Linked DNA regions of Mus musculus: region 2 is linked to region 1. Evidence: chromatin contacts called from public HiChIP or PLAC-seq data. All regions are on one chromosome and are shown on one strand. The core of a region is the stretch at or near the end of the contact, and the rest is flanking DNA. Distances in the headings are between cores, read along the strand shown. Region 1 has its middle 60 kb from the start of Gm40659. Region 2 has its middle 41 kb from the start of Gm40661.

The links. HiChIP or PLAC-seq counts read pairs in DNA pulled down with a chosen protein or histone mark.
Region 2: a contact with region 1 is called in a BATF HiChIP or PLAC-seq map of CD8 T cells, with 8 read pairs. The contact joins two enhancer-like sites. A contact is called at or near these places in 3 of 484 Hi-C or Micro-C datasets (Th1 cells, cortical neurons and macrophages) and 1 of 115 datasets of contacts at active chromatin or transcription factors (CD8 T cells).

The regions. Positions count from the first base shown.
Region 1 is chr13:5,317,070-5,319,899 of GRCm38.p6, reverse strand. No RefSeq gene overlaps it. Among named protein-coding and RNA genes, the nearest start is that of Gm40659, 60 kb to the right of the region's middle. Within about 2 kb of position 1,474, at least 9 of the 459 cell types and tissues checked have an H3K27ac peak or open chromatin away from gene starts, as enhancers often do. A contact at or near this core is called in CD8 T cells, where this site is marked.
Region 2 is chr13:5,510,531-5,513,299 of GRCm38.p6, reverse strand. No RefSeq gene overlaps it. Among named protein-coding and RNA genes, the nearest start is that of Gm40661, 41 kb to the left of the region's middle. Within about 2 kb of position 1,304, at least 44 of the 459 cell types and tissues checked have an H3K27ac peak or open chromatin away from gene starts, as enhancers often do. A contact at or near this core is called in CD8 T cells, where this site is marked.

The DNA of each region.
Region 1 (2,830 bases), core at 225-2,724:
AAAAGGGTAGCAATCTACATGTTCCCATGACTCTTTTATAGTGGAATTCTAAGGGCCTTGTTTCTGTCATACTACATTAGCAGCATGGTCAATGGCAAGGGGATTATAGAATTCATTGTCCTTTCAGATCATCAGTATGTTACAGTTTTGCCTAGGGAGCAGCAGGGTGTTGTGCATGAGAGATTGCCAGTAATTTAAAATTTGGGCATGATCTTTTTGTATAGAAAGTAATAGACAAGTAAAGAAAAATTAATTTCAATGGACAGGTAAATGCAAGTCATTATTTATATGTAACATGTATTCTTTGAATGGCTACAAGATTCTATGGAAGAGTGCTAAATGCACAAATTTACTCTGGGTAGTTAAAATTGGGCTTGTCACACACATATATGCACATGCATGAGTGCACACACACACACACACACACACATACACACACACACACACACACACACACACACACACACACACTCACAAACATACACACCCTAACCATTCATTCTGACGCCTATGGGTTTTATCTGATGAGCACTATTGAGTAAGTGCTACCAATGTGAACTATAATGTACACAAAGAAATTCCTTAAAACTGAGCATACCACAGTTAGCTGCAAAAGTGTATTTAGTAATTAGATTAGGTGTGTGTTTTAACTAGCTTCCTGTTACTATAACAAATAACTACAATGATCAACTGTTTGGATCCCAGGTAGGGAGTTTCCAATGAATGTTTCATTTACCCATTGTGTTGGATATGTGGTCAGGTAACACACCCTAGACAGAAATGGGCAGTGGAACAAAGCCAAACACCTCAAAGCCTGAAGAAAAAGAAGTAATGAAAAGAAGTGAAGAACCCACTGTCTCTCCAAGGGAACAATTGCATGAAGAAAAATACAGTTCTCTAAGTGTCATAAATGTCAGCATTTTAAGGCATGATAGATAATGCTTGGGATCAAGCCTTTAACATATGGGTCTTTTAAGATGTTCTACATTGAAGATGTAGCAATATATGTATATGCAAACACATCTTTCTGTAGGTATATGATTTGTCTTGTACACTCTTATGAATGTGTCTGTGTGTGCATGGGAACTCACACAACGTCAAACCCAAACTTTCTTTTTGAGTATCTTAAAGGGAAAGTCATATACTGTAGTGACAAAGTAACTTGTTTCTCAGTACCACTTTTGTAACATCCTGCAGATGTGCCTACTTACATATTATGAGCTGAAGAGGACCATGTGGTCGATGACACATTTGAGAGCTCAGTACAGACAGCTTCCTGATTAGAATCATTGCCAAGTTTTTAACAACAAGAACTCCTTTTGTGGGTAGTGGGTCTGGTAATGCCTTTGTGGAATTCCTTCTAGGCTTTTCCTCTGTTTCTTCATGGAACTTCTGTTGTGGGCTGGGTGAAGCTCGCATGCACTGAACCTAGGAGAAGCTTTCAGGGGTTTCCTGTGAGGGAAGACTTTTATTTCTTGGTATATGTAGTCATATACACTGGGGCTACAGCAGCTCTGGGCAAAATCCCTCTACTGCTATACTCATAGACCAGAGAAACTTCCAAAAGACATTGTATTGAATTATCAAAGAAGAAAAATAAGCAGGTCTTCCCTTGACATAACTGTTGCTTGGTCTTTCTGTTACATTTTATGAGATTTGGTGTTTTTAAGAAAATGGAGAAATCTTTTGTAAGCAAGAGAGGGGTGTGTGAGTTGGAGTGCTTGCCAACATCACCTCCTAGTCTCCATTAAGTACTCCGAATGTTGGGGGCATTCCAAGGGGCCCATCTCCTTTATACAAACTTTGTTTATCATAGGGCTTCCTCTGTGAAAGAATTATGTTTTGTTCTCTGTGCTATTCGAATAAAAAGTGCTGGCTTCACCATTCAGCTGTTTCACACAATTTAATAAAAACAACATCAACAATTCAAACAAACAATAAAATGAAATGGGAAAATCTTTGAAGATCTGAGAATAAGAGTTTAACAAAAGTGTTAGGTCCTTTGAAAATTAGATTATTAGCCTTCAATAAAGTGTTATCATCTATGCAGAAAATAAATATGGCCACCCTAGTAAAATATAGTTTGGAGAGATGTTGTTACAGCAACCAGCACACAGTTTGTATTTCAGATTATTATATGTACAGTTGGAATTATTTTTGTTGGTTGTTATTAAAAACAAAAAGGAAAAGGCCTGGAGATTCTAGCTTAGTTCAGTCAGTAAGATGGTTTTGTAGCATGCATGAAGCCCTGGGTTCAGTTCCCAGGTTTTCAAACACCAGGCATGGTGACTGAAGCCTGTCATCTCCAAACTCAGAAAGTGGGGGCAGGAGGATTAGGGACACACTAGGAGTTTGAGAACATCATGGATACAACAAAGACTTTTCCAGAAAAGGTGGTAGGTTGGCAGAGAATGACAAGGCATGACAAGACATGAAAAGTTTAACTAAACCAAAATACATTATCAAAGTGATATTTTGAGAATATAATAATTACTAATCATTTGAGCTTCAAAGAACCAAGGCTTGATTGGTCAGGACTCCCTGTTTAGAAGTTTTTATTTGAGTAGACAAGGAAATCTTTTCTTTATTTTATTGAAAATGATCAATCACAAAATTCAAAACTTAAAAAATTGTAAGTTAAGTTTAAGGGCTTATTACGTATTACCATCCTTTATTCCTTCATTTTCTTGGTCAGGGCTCGGGGACAGAGAGCTGGGACTTCATGTGTGCTAAGCAAGGGTTGCAGCATTGGACCTTGTCTTTAGTGCAATTTACAGATATTGTCTAGTAATTAAACTGTGGAAAACCTAGCATTACTTATTAGAGTGAG
Region 2 (2,769 bases), core at 55-2,554, 190 kb before region 1:
GAGTGTGTCTTGCAAAGTCATGACAAGTGTCAGTTTTAAAGACTCAATTTCATCAGGTGGGCATGAAAAACACTCTCTCCAAACCCTTGTCTCACTAGTTTCCAGTTTCAGTAACTTTTCTGAAAGCCTGGTCAGTTACATGAGGGTCAATCAGAAGGAAAATTGAACATTTTCTTTTTTATGTAAACTGAGTAAAATTTCTAGAAAGCCTGAATTCTTCATTAATGCCAGTGTTTTAAGTCATCTTTTTGTTCTTACAATTTTAAGGGCCTTGAGTAGAAATTTCATATGATTAAGCATTGTAAACCATTTAGTTATGTAAATATCTCTAAAATCCACACACTTCACTTCTGTATTCAAGCTTGTTCTATAACATCTTGCTGGGGTTTACACTAATTGTCATTGTAACTTTACAGAGAAGCAAAATTGCTAAATGCAAAAGTGGTCTGTTATTTCCTTTTTTTTATTACGTGTTTTCCTCAATTACATTTCCAATGCTATCCCAAAAGTCCCCCACACCCTCCCCCCCCAACTCCCCTACCCACCCATTCCCATTTTTTGGCCCTGGCGTTCCCCTGTACTGGGGCATATAAAGTTTGCCTATCCAATGGGCATCTCTTTCCAGTGATGGCTGACTAGGCCATCTTTTGATACATATGTTATTTCCTTAATCTGACCTACTATAAATCTTATAATAAATATCAAAAGTATTTAAGAGATATTTAATGCAAATCAATACAAATTTTAAGTAGTTTTTAAATAAACAGGTGGATGGATTCTTTTATTTCATGGCTTCTGATAAGTGAACTTAGGTAAGATTTTCAGTATTTGCTTATGCTGTTTCTGTATATCTGATATTTCCTAGGAAACAGTAACACCTGGGAGATGGACATAATTATATGAATTTCACCTATGACAATAACTGTACATAACATCTTTGTAAATATGCATATCCTTTTCCGTAAAGGACAAAGAATACATTTTCCCAAGCGAACTAGTGTTTTGGCTAACAATTCAAATGAAAGCCAGATCCTTTTGATTGGGCCACATTTCTCAAGTCAACTTCTTCTGTGAAATCAGCTCAGATTTTATGTGCTAAAAATGACATAACATGTACTCAATGAAAGATGTAGTAATTGACTGAAAGATAGGAGAGAACAGTAAGAAAATTACAATTTGGTAAAATAAAGTTTCCTATTACTATATAAACATTAGGTTTTACACTAAAGAAAAGCTGTATTTAGTAAGTCTATTACATAGCCATGTGGATTTGAGTCATTTCCTTTCCATTAAAGCAACCTAAACCATAACTTCCTCTCCTGGTGTATATTTTGCACCCACCAGCAGATTTCAGATCTCATTGCTACATGTCTTTGTTCCTCAAAAAGAAGAAGAAGAAAAAGTAGAAGGAGGGGGAGGAGGGAAAGGAGGACAAGGGGGAGGAGGAGAAGGAGGGGAGAATAAAAAAGAAAGGAAAAAGAAATGAGAGGAAGGAAGGAAGGAAGGAAGGAAGGAAGGAAGGAAGGAAGAGAAGAGAAGAGAAGAGATCTCAGGGTGTGTTTTTACTTTCAGAGGTAGAGGCATCCAAACTAATTCTAAGAATGAAACAAACTGAAAAGCAAGCAACCAAGGTCAGTCTGAAAGATTTCACTTTCAGAAATGGAATAATATCAAGGCTAAGCTCTATGGGTACCTTTAAAAAAGAGGTTAGAAAAAAAAAAAGGACTGTATTTAGCAAGGTGAAATGACTTGCATTTAATTGGGGATAACACACACACACACACACAGTCATGTTGAGATTTCTTTGTTCCAATTTCATTATGACACAAGATAATCTTGTATAATCTTTAAGAATATAGGTTACTTTGTAAGTGAAAGAAAACAGAAAAAGAGAACAAGAAAAGAAAACTATTATCATTGCTTTAAGTTCTAGACTCTTTTTCAGTCTTAACATGATTTCTTTTGTACAAATACTTATCACATTTTCTAATTCATTCCTTCACCTCCTGGCCTGGGAAAGAATGTGCTGGTAAGGTTCACAAAGCACACTATGATACCAGCTCTTGTAGGATCCTTTCATTTCCAAAGAATAGGAGGAAACTGAGTGAAGATTGGAAATATCAGATGGAGAAGGCCATAGTTTGAATTACCAGGTTTCAAGCAAAGCAAGAACAAACAATGTCTAGGGAGACAGCATCAGTAAGCTCAGGGTAGAATCCACCACATAGGGGGACTTGTGGAGTTCAGAACAATGCTTTACAATGAAAGAAGCAACTCTTAAATAAAGACAGAGTTCTGGGTGATCCTTGGTATACTAGAAACGTGCATTTTCTTCTTCTTCTTCTTCTTCTTCTTCTTCTTCTTCTTCTTCTTCTTCTTCTTCTTCTTCTTCTTCTTCTTCTTCTTCTTCCTCTTCTTCTTCTTCTTTCTTCTTCTTTCTTCTTCTTTCTTCTTCTTTCTTCTTTCTTCTTTCTTCTTTCTTCTTCTTTCTTCTTCTTCTTCTTTCTTCCCCTTCCCCTTTCCCCCTCGCCCCCCCTCCTCCTCCTCCTCCTCCTTCTTCTTCGACGTTGGGTGGAAAAATTTGATGATAGGAAAATGTCATAGGAGAAGACTGAAGAGAGAATACACAGAGGAACAAGACAAAGGTATAGGCTACAAGCGATTGCAAAAATGAAGGCTAAGGTGATAGCTGGTGTGTAAAGTAGGTCCATACTTGATCACAGTGGTATAAAGAGTATGTTTAATTTTTAGTAGTAAAAGAGATAAAGT